Linked DNA regions of Drosophila melanogaster: region 1 is linked to region 2. A link is a contact called in public Hi-C data. All regions are on one chromosome and are shown on one strand. Each heading gives the region's core, a stretch centred on a gene start, on an enhancer-like site or on the middle of the called end of the contact. The rest is flanking DNA. Distances are from core to core; before and after follow the strand shown.

Region 1 (3,976 bases), core at 632-3,131, 250 kb after region 2:
TCCGCGATGTTCTTCGGGGCGGGTCAAGCCGTCAATTGTCCAGAAAGGTCACAGTGCTTTGTTCACTGTAAGTCAAGTGACCTTTCCATGGCCAGCAAGTGTACCGCCCGTGCCACTTGAGCTAATTAATTAAACGAAAAGTCCATATACCCTACAAAAATAATCCATACTCACTTTTTATTTGTGCTGTGCCTGGCAGTATTCTGCACTGTCTAGATGAAACTCCATAGATGTGGGAACAGGTCTAACCAACTGCAAAAGAGAAATAAAATGTTGGGACAACATTCAGTATCACATTTAAATGAAATGAAAATTGAAAAAAAGCTAGAAATATTTTTGTAGGAATTTATTTGACCACCATTTGCAATCGAGAAATGAAGAATGTTTGTAAACATTACCAGCTAAAAGCGTTTATTGGAAATAAATTGTATACAAAAAAATCGATTTGCAAGTCAATTCCAAAGTGATACATAAAAATTATAATTGAAATAAATAAATTAATTATAAAACTGGTGCATTACAATCGAAATCATTCAAGGGTTAGGGCTCACGTTGTACATAATATACATATATTGTACAATTTTGAAACAGGTGCCATAAGCATACAAAAATAATTTCAACATTTTTAGGATTTACCAACTTTTGCAATACTTAATTAGCAACCAAAATAGCCAATTTAGAATAAATAAAAGAAAACCGCCTTTATCAACTGAAATTTATCTGCGAGAACCAGAAAACATACGCAAGGAAAATCGTTGAAGTGGATTTTAAATGTATTGGTCGCCTGCTGTCTGAAAAAAAAAATATTAAAAATATTCCCTAAAAGTGATCCAAGATAATGACTGCTCATTTCCACGACCGTTTACATTATTTATATTCCGTTGATGATCATGAAAAGCATATGTATAAAATGAGTTCACAAATATAAAGACCGAAACAGAACAATGATTGTATAATATGTATTTCGCATATATACGTGTATATCCACACAAACGCGATAACTCTTTAAGCAAATATTCCATTTTCTATGGCCCCAGTGCGACCTGTGTTTATTTTTGCACTTTTGCCTAAAGTAGGCGAATATTTCTCTCGAAAATTGGCCAATTCCTTATGTTAAAGGCATTTCGATTATGGTATGTATTGGAGAATCCATTGTGGAATAGCTAGTGATATTGAAACGCGTGAAACTAATTAAGAAGCGGGCGCAAAAAAATAAAAACAAAACATATAAAAGGAACACTTTGTTGATAGAACTGAAAACTTTCACTTCTTCTCGGAATGCACCTAGTATATACCAGTACATTCTAGATTTGTCAGTGTGTGTGTGTGTTTACCTCATGACACGTTAAGCAACAACACTTTTTGTTGATGCTATATTTCCCAGTCGGTTTTTACTTGTGACTTATGCAATGTATTTTTTGTTTTGCGTCTTGGCGAAATTGAAAAATCACACAGGCAAATATATATGTAAATATCTATATATACATAGGTATTTCGCTATGCATTTAAGCAAATACAGTGATTAGTTGCTGATTACGACGGGGCGGCTTGTAACCCGTTGATATGGACTCCCGATTAGATATCGACAGGTGTTTGCCGGAAGACACTAATCGATTTTATCCGCGGATCGTAAAGCTTTCTCTCCTATCAGTTAATTCGAATATACTGAGGATTGGTCCTCCACATTCAGATTTGCCAGCGGATAAATTGTATTTACCTATCGTTAATCGCCCGTTATACGGCGAGATAGTATCTCGATTAAATATCGACAAGTGTCGATTCTGAGACGTTGATCGATTACGATTACCACAATAAGTAGACGCGTATTGCTGCGTGATGAGCACTCTCTCATGTTTTGCTATCGACTGGCGATTGTCAACTCTTCGCCGCCCATTTTACGCCACGGAAACGGCCGCTCCGTCCGGCAGTAAGTCTCCATTGCCGGGGAGAACGAAGAGAGAGTCGTGACGCACATCTCTCCAATCGCTCACGCAGAGAGCGAAAAAAAATTATCTACAGTCTGGTGCATATTTAAAGCGCTTTAAAAAGTCTGTTGTGCAAAAACAATAGAGGCAGGAAAAATAGAAACAATTTGCTTGGTTAGTTTTACTTTTCTACTGTTGAACATAATTAGCAGAGTTCAATGGACCATGAAAGGGCGAATTTTGTGCTTACTAAAAATGTTTAAATTTTAAAGCATTTTATTCGTTCTGGTATAGTAGTGACAATATAAGTAGTTCTGATTTAAAATCACGAGGGTATTTATTTTAAAATGTTAAATTGTTTAATTTTAGAAACTAGACAACAAGTTAGTTTGTATTCTGTTCTTTTTAAATATAGATCTTAAAATATTTTTTTCGACTTCGTCTCTGAAATAAGTTTCGAAAATAAACTCTACTAAAATTTTGAATATACCTGTATTTTCGAAGAAACGCAAATCATATTGACATTACCTAACAAACACTTATATTTATGACCAATACAAATTATTTCGCGTTAATGGCTTGGTATTTTAAAGTGCCAAAATGCTTATAGACATATAATCCGTAGGATATTCAAATAACTGTGTGGAAACGCTTTTTAAATCGGGGAATAAATAAATGATTGATAAGATCTTTAGCATATAAAGGTTTTTTTCCCCATCTAGCTACCTGACTTGGAAAGTGTTCAAATACAGCGAAGGAAAGTTTTGCAGTCAGATTATAACTTTTACGGGATGCCAAGGTCAGTCGTTATTTAAGGGCAATAAACAAAGCTAAATGCGGTTTATATTATGCACAGTTAATGAAGGCTACGGCGCACACAAACGTGTAACTTAATATGAAATTAGTCTTACATTTAAACCAGTTGATTATAATCGAGATGTAGGCAAATGGCATGACGACACTAATACCAAATTGCGGCTATATTGTTACTCGCTATATACAAACATACATGCATACATATGTACACATTTGTTCCACTTGAATGCTCCTCGCTACATACACAGATTTTCAAATACATTTTCCAATCAGTTAATACATCATAATGTCTTTAAACGACGAGTTTAATGAAATCAAACTTTTGATTCAAATCAACATAAAGATATTCGTGCAATTAGACAAAACTTCTTAACAGACTATTGTATCTTTGACAAAAAATACTTTTTGTTCTCTCCGAGGTAGCAGATGGTTTTGTCTGTGCGGAAAGTTGATTGGACTTTCCCGAAACAGGAGCAGACGACTTAGACCGAGGGCCAGACAAGAAGGAAACAAAGAACAAGGAACCGATGAAATCTGGAGGTAAGAAAGCAAACACAACTGAATGCCGGTGTGTCTGAGTTTGGATTCGGGGTTCAAAGTACTTCAATTCCAGTTCCCTTTTCTTTTTTTTTTTTTTTGTTTGTCCCCTCTTTCAGTTTTTGTTTAGACTTCGACTGCAATCCTGGCAAACAAGATCGCCCGATTTACGCCAATAATCACAGACTTGCAAAAAATAGTAGTAAAAGGTTGTAAACAAATTGAAAATGACTAACGGACGGGAAATGTGATGAGGGTAACTGCCACTCAAGCCTCAACTTACTAAGCTAAAGTCTGTCCACGGGTGTCAATAAAACCGGAGACGTGCCGAAAAAAAAAGCCAGACATAACGCAGACACTAAGAATACATTAAGTCTTATACACTTATTAAAAAAACAAAAACTAGCTACCTACATGGGGTAGAAAGCTGGTAGACTAAACATTCAATAAAACAGTACACTGTTACCAACTTGGAACTTAAATCATTGGAATCATTGGTATCTTAAATGAATATTGAGAATAATTGTAAATGATTTAGGATCAATAGATATAAATTCATCTTACAATAAATGTATAGTCAAGAAGATTGATATAGATAGATTGATATAGATAGATAGATATAGATAGATACGAGATATAGATAGATATAGATATAGATATAAAGCAAGCAAGAACCTTTTTTGTACTGCCAAACACAT
Region 2 (4,433 bases), core at 1,780-4,279:
TCGTAGATCGAATGATTTAGGTTTCTTTTGCAAGTTTATTTATTATTTTTATAGCTGGATTTTGACATGGATTTAGTGGGCGATATTTTGTTTAGCCCGTTAAACAAATATTTGACGTGCAGCGGGCCTGAATCGTACAAAAGTAATTGCTGCCGATAGCACAGGGAATATTTGGACATCGAAGTGTCATACTTTAAGTTGAAGAGCTCGCAATTTAATTTCATTGGATCCTGCGCAGCAGATGGAGGCTCCTTGGCCTGGCCTAATTGAATTTTCACTAATCCAATAGATTAAGAAGCAGCAGCAAGAGTTGCTCCGTAGTTGCTTGTAATGCAATGCAAAAACAATAACAAAATTATGCTGGCCAACAGAAGGAGCCGCTGACAAGTCTAAGGACATCCTAAGAGACTCCCAGGATGACCTCAAAAGTGCAGGGCAAGTTGCGAAAAACAGTCGACTCTTGGTCCCTAAGAAGAGGCTTAGTTTTCCCTTACCATGCACTGTCTTTGTTTGTTATGTTTTTCAATTACAAAAATTTAATTAGCTGCGAAAAGAGAACGACTTCTCCGTGGTAAATTTAAATCATGCATAAATTAGGAAATTTCCGCATTCCCACGTTTACTTAGCGGCACATTGGGCGCCACAATTAATTATATGTTGACATGACATTTATTTGACTTGCATAAATTAGTCAATTAGTTGATGAACGTTAATAAAGTTTATGGTGAACCGCTAGGAAAGGTGTAAGCGGGTTTATTAGTTGCGTTCTGGTTCATTGGGAAAAAGAGACACAATTCTTAGGACTCAACTTAGTTGAAAGAACATCTATCATAATTTTTTTTCTTTTTTATATATGGTCACATATATGGTCAATTCTTACTTGTTATACTCCACATTTTTAGCCACATTTAAAGACTAAGATAAATGATAATATTTACTCAAAAGTTCACATTGTTTCAAAAGCAATCGAATTCACCTTATTCACTTTACTCAAAGTCTCCCACTTGACCATTTGGCAGTGGTTCCTACTGCTGTCAGCAGATAGAAAATTTCTTGAAGGGCAAGAAAAGTGGAGAGGAGGTCCTGGAAAGATCTTGATGGTTGTAGGTTGTGTGCTCGCCGAACATTTTATCGCCTGCACTCAACGAAAAGGTGAATGACGATGGACGCACCAAATTTTCGACACATTGTGGCGTCCGTCTCTGTGTGAGTATGTGAGATGCACATGGCGTATACGCAATAAAAGAGCGACACTCAAAGCCGTGGTTATCAGAGGAGCTTTCCCCGGCCCTCATGCTTGTCGTCATTAGATTAGAGTGGAGCAAGCCCAGCGGAAGAGAGATAGAGATGAATGAGTGACAGAGAGGGAGGGAACACACAGCGAAATGTCATAGTAAAAAAAAAAATTAATTAGATGCGAAAATTATAATGATTCCTAAATAATAGGGCGATGAATAAAATTTGCTTCCGAGTTTATTTTATTTAACCTTTACAATTTTAATCTATTCTTTAAAGTGAAATATAAGTTTCATATAAGAGAACGAATAATTCAAAAATATTGCAATGTGAGTCAATCAACACTCTTTAAGATCAAAAATACTTGTTTTATCAACGATTTTGTTCGTATGCTTTTTGCTAAGTGCACGAATTTCATGCACACATCGAGGAGACAAAAATTAAACTATGGGGCGTTGCCTTGCTAGGATGTGCGTTAAATTGTAAAACACGAGGGGCTGTGTGGTGCGAGTTTTTACTGGGGAGGGGACTGTGGGGCAAAGGGGCAAAGGGGCAAAAGGACTGCGCCCAGCTGGCCAGTGTTATCCTGGCTGTCATGCTGTGGCCAGTTCTCGTTTATTTTGCGTATTAGACGCTGCTATTTTGTGCTTATTGTCGCCATGGTCCTCTCTGTCTGGCAGCCATGTCCTGCCGTGTCCTGTTATTTTTCGCTTGTTTGGTTCCTTCGGTGCCATTGTCAGCTCATTTGTAATTTTTGGCACAACGATTTCAAATTAAGCAACCGGAAATGAGCTGACATTTTGTATTCTGTTTCCCATTTGCTGTTCGTTCGTTTCGCTTTGAAATGCTCGCATTCGGTAGTGCGCAGCTTAACGGCACTTTAGCGGTTATTCGTCAGGATCGAGATCCATAGGGGCAATCATCATCGTATCCGCTTGGCCGTCGTCGTTATCATCTCCAAACACCCCACACACTCCTCCGCCTGCTGCCTTTCAAGTTATCTTGTCTATTATGACAATATTAATATTTACATTTTACAGTTATTGTCTAGCCAAAGCTTTCTCACACAGGATATCCACCACCATGGATATATGTATGTATATCAAATATATGTGTCTACATATAGATTCGTGTTCTCATGTATCCTTTCTATTTTGTTTGCTGCCAGTGCTGCTTGTCATGTTTGCTGGCTCGTATGCATTTGGTATTTTCTTGTTTATTGCTTTATGTTTCAACCGCTGCTGCTCTATTTTCCACCCGTCCTACAGTTTTCTCCATGGATACTGCATCTTGTCAATATGGTTTCCATTTTGCATGTTGTGCATTAGTTCCGTTTGTTGTTGACCACTTTAGTCGCTGTCTCCTAAGGTTCAGGCTTCAGTTTCTCCTTTTCATGGATGCCACGCCAGTAAATTTTAATTCTCGATTTATTTAAATTTCATTTAAAAGAGATTCAATTTATATTCAATTTCAATGCAGGACTTCATTTTATTTACTAGCTGCGTACAACTAATCGTACCGTTTAGTGTAATAGCCATTAAGATTTTTGTTAGACCTTAGTTTAAAGAAAAGGTTAGGAGAACACGAATTAGTATTAATAGTAAATAAATATGTTGATGTTATTATAATAATTAAACGGGGATTCCTGTTTCCTGAGAATTACATTACCCAATGTAAGTTTACAGAGTCTGTTAAGTTATCAGTTAAATAAATCCCAATGAATCCCTGTTAACAAGCAACTCACTTTTCGAACACGAAAGCTTTTCATCAACGAAACACAACCTCTCTTTTAGCTGCTTTCTCCCGCACTCTCTGAAATTTCCCCAGCCTCGGCTCGTGTTTCGTCAAGTGCCGAGTGGCTCAGCTCTTTATTCTGTGCTCTCGCTGGCAGGACACGAGTACGTACAGCCGAATTCCTTCGATTCCAGCTTCTACTTAACAGCATCGGCATCGGGTCCTTCAGCAGCAGCTGCTGTTGTTGGGATTCCGGCGAGGGCCGACAGCTTCCTGCCGCTGATGCTTCAGTTACGTTGATAATGTCAAATCGTTTGGTTCGCTCTGCTGTCGCCATCGCCCACGGGTGCAACCACAACAACAGTGCCAACGACGAGGGCCAGCGAGCTAATAAATTTTAATAAAATCCCCATCACAACAAAGAATAAACAACAGCGCAACCAGACAACACAAAAAATTCGTATAACAAAAATTGCGAAAGAATCTGCAGTTCGGCGGGCCAAGCAAATGCCCGCTAAAAAAAAGTGTCAGAATTTGTGAAAATTAATATTTCACCAGAGATTTGAGTGTTTCCAAAACAAACAAAAAAAAACCCGAACACTGCAAACAGGACAAACTTTTTCGTTTCGCCAAACTTTTATTTCGTACACACTTTTTTGGTCCTACGCGATTTGCTCGCGAAAATTATGAAAAATATGTGAGAAATGTGCAAAATCCGCAAAATACTAAAGTAAGGGCATAGGTCAAGCCCTATTCTCCAGTGCGGGATATATATTCTGGACGGGCCAAAAATCCCCTGACGTTGTCCTTTCAGTAAACCAAACCCACCCACCGCCCATCTAGTGTCATGTGTATGTGCGAAAAGAAAAGCAGCCAAGTTGAGTGTGTGTGCGCCTGGGTGTGGGAAGTCGTGTAACGTGCTAAAATAAGTTAATTTATTGCCGGCACAACAACAATCACAACACACAAAGACAACAACTGCCGGCAGTCATAACATTTGTGTTGTTCACCAGTTACCCAAAGGTGAGTTACTTTCAGTTGAGCGTTCCGACTGGGTGATGATGATATCTGTATCTGTGATTTTGCTCCGGCTTTTTGTTGGGACTCTTAAAATATAATTTACGGTCATGTAGGCTGTGGATTTTGCAAAACCAAGCAGATTTTTGGCAGGAGAAATATGTTTCGGCAGTGCGATTACACACAAATAAAATAAAAAATAAATTTCTAGATTAGCTTTGAAAATTAGGATTCATTAAACAAAAAAAACTCCAAAGAATGAATGACCATGTAGTTCTAATCTTTTGTCCAGATTACTGTAACCAATCATTTAAGAAGCAAACTGATTTTGTGCCGTAAAAGACGCTTTAAGCTAATTACTCATGCTGTAATAATCTGCATTAGACATAATTCGATTTGCTTGACACTTCGTAATAACTAATTTATCCAAGTAGATGAATAGCTCA

What was found. Hi-C and Micro-C count contacts between places; a contact is called where the count stands out from the background.
Region 1: a contact with region 2 is called in a Hi-C map of the Kc167 cell line, with 2.5 times the contacts expected there. The contact joins the promoter of CG46309 here to the promoter of beat-Ic in region 2. A contact is called at or near these places in 3 of 107 Hi-C or Micro-C datasets (the Clone 8 cell line, the Kc167 cell line and whole body) and 1 of 6 datasets of contacts at active chromatin or transcription factors (the Kc167 cell line).

Annotation. Positions count from the first base shown.
Region 1 is chr2L:16,249,907-16,253,882 of dm6, forward strand. CG46309 reads right to left here and starts at 1,882. Exons shown (of 6, transcript NM_001347787.1): 1 at 1,718-1,882; 2 at 175-252. The coding sequence starts at 1,852. The coding sequence ends at 1,724. PRL-1 (PRL-1 phosphatase) reads right to left here. Exons shown (of 6, transcript NM_135936.3): 2 at 175-252.
Region 2 is chr2L:15,997,262-16,001,694 of dm6, forward strand. beat-Ic (beaten path Ic) reads left to right here and starts at 3,030. Exons shown (of 8, transcript NM_001299041.1): 1 at 3,030-3,993.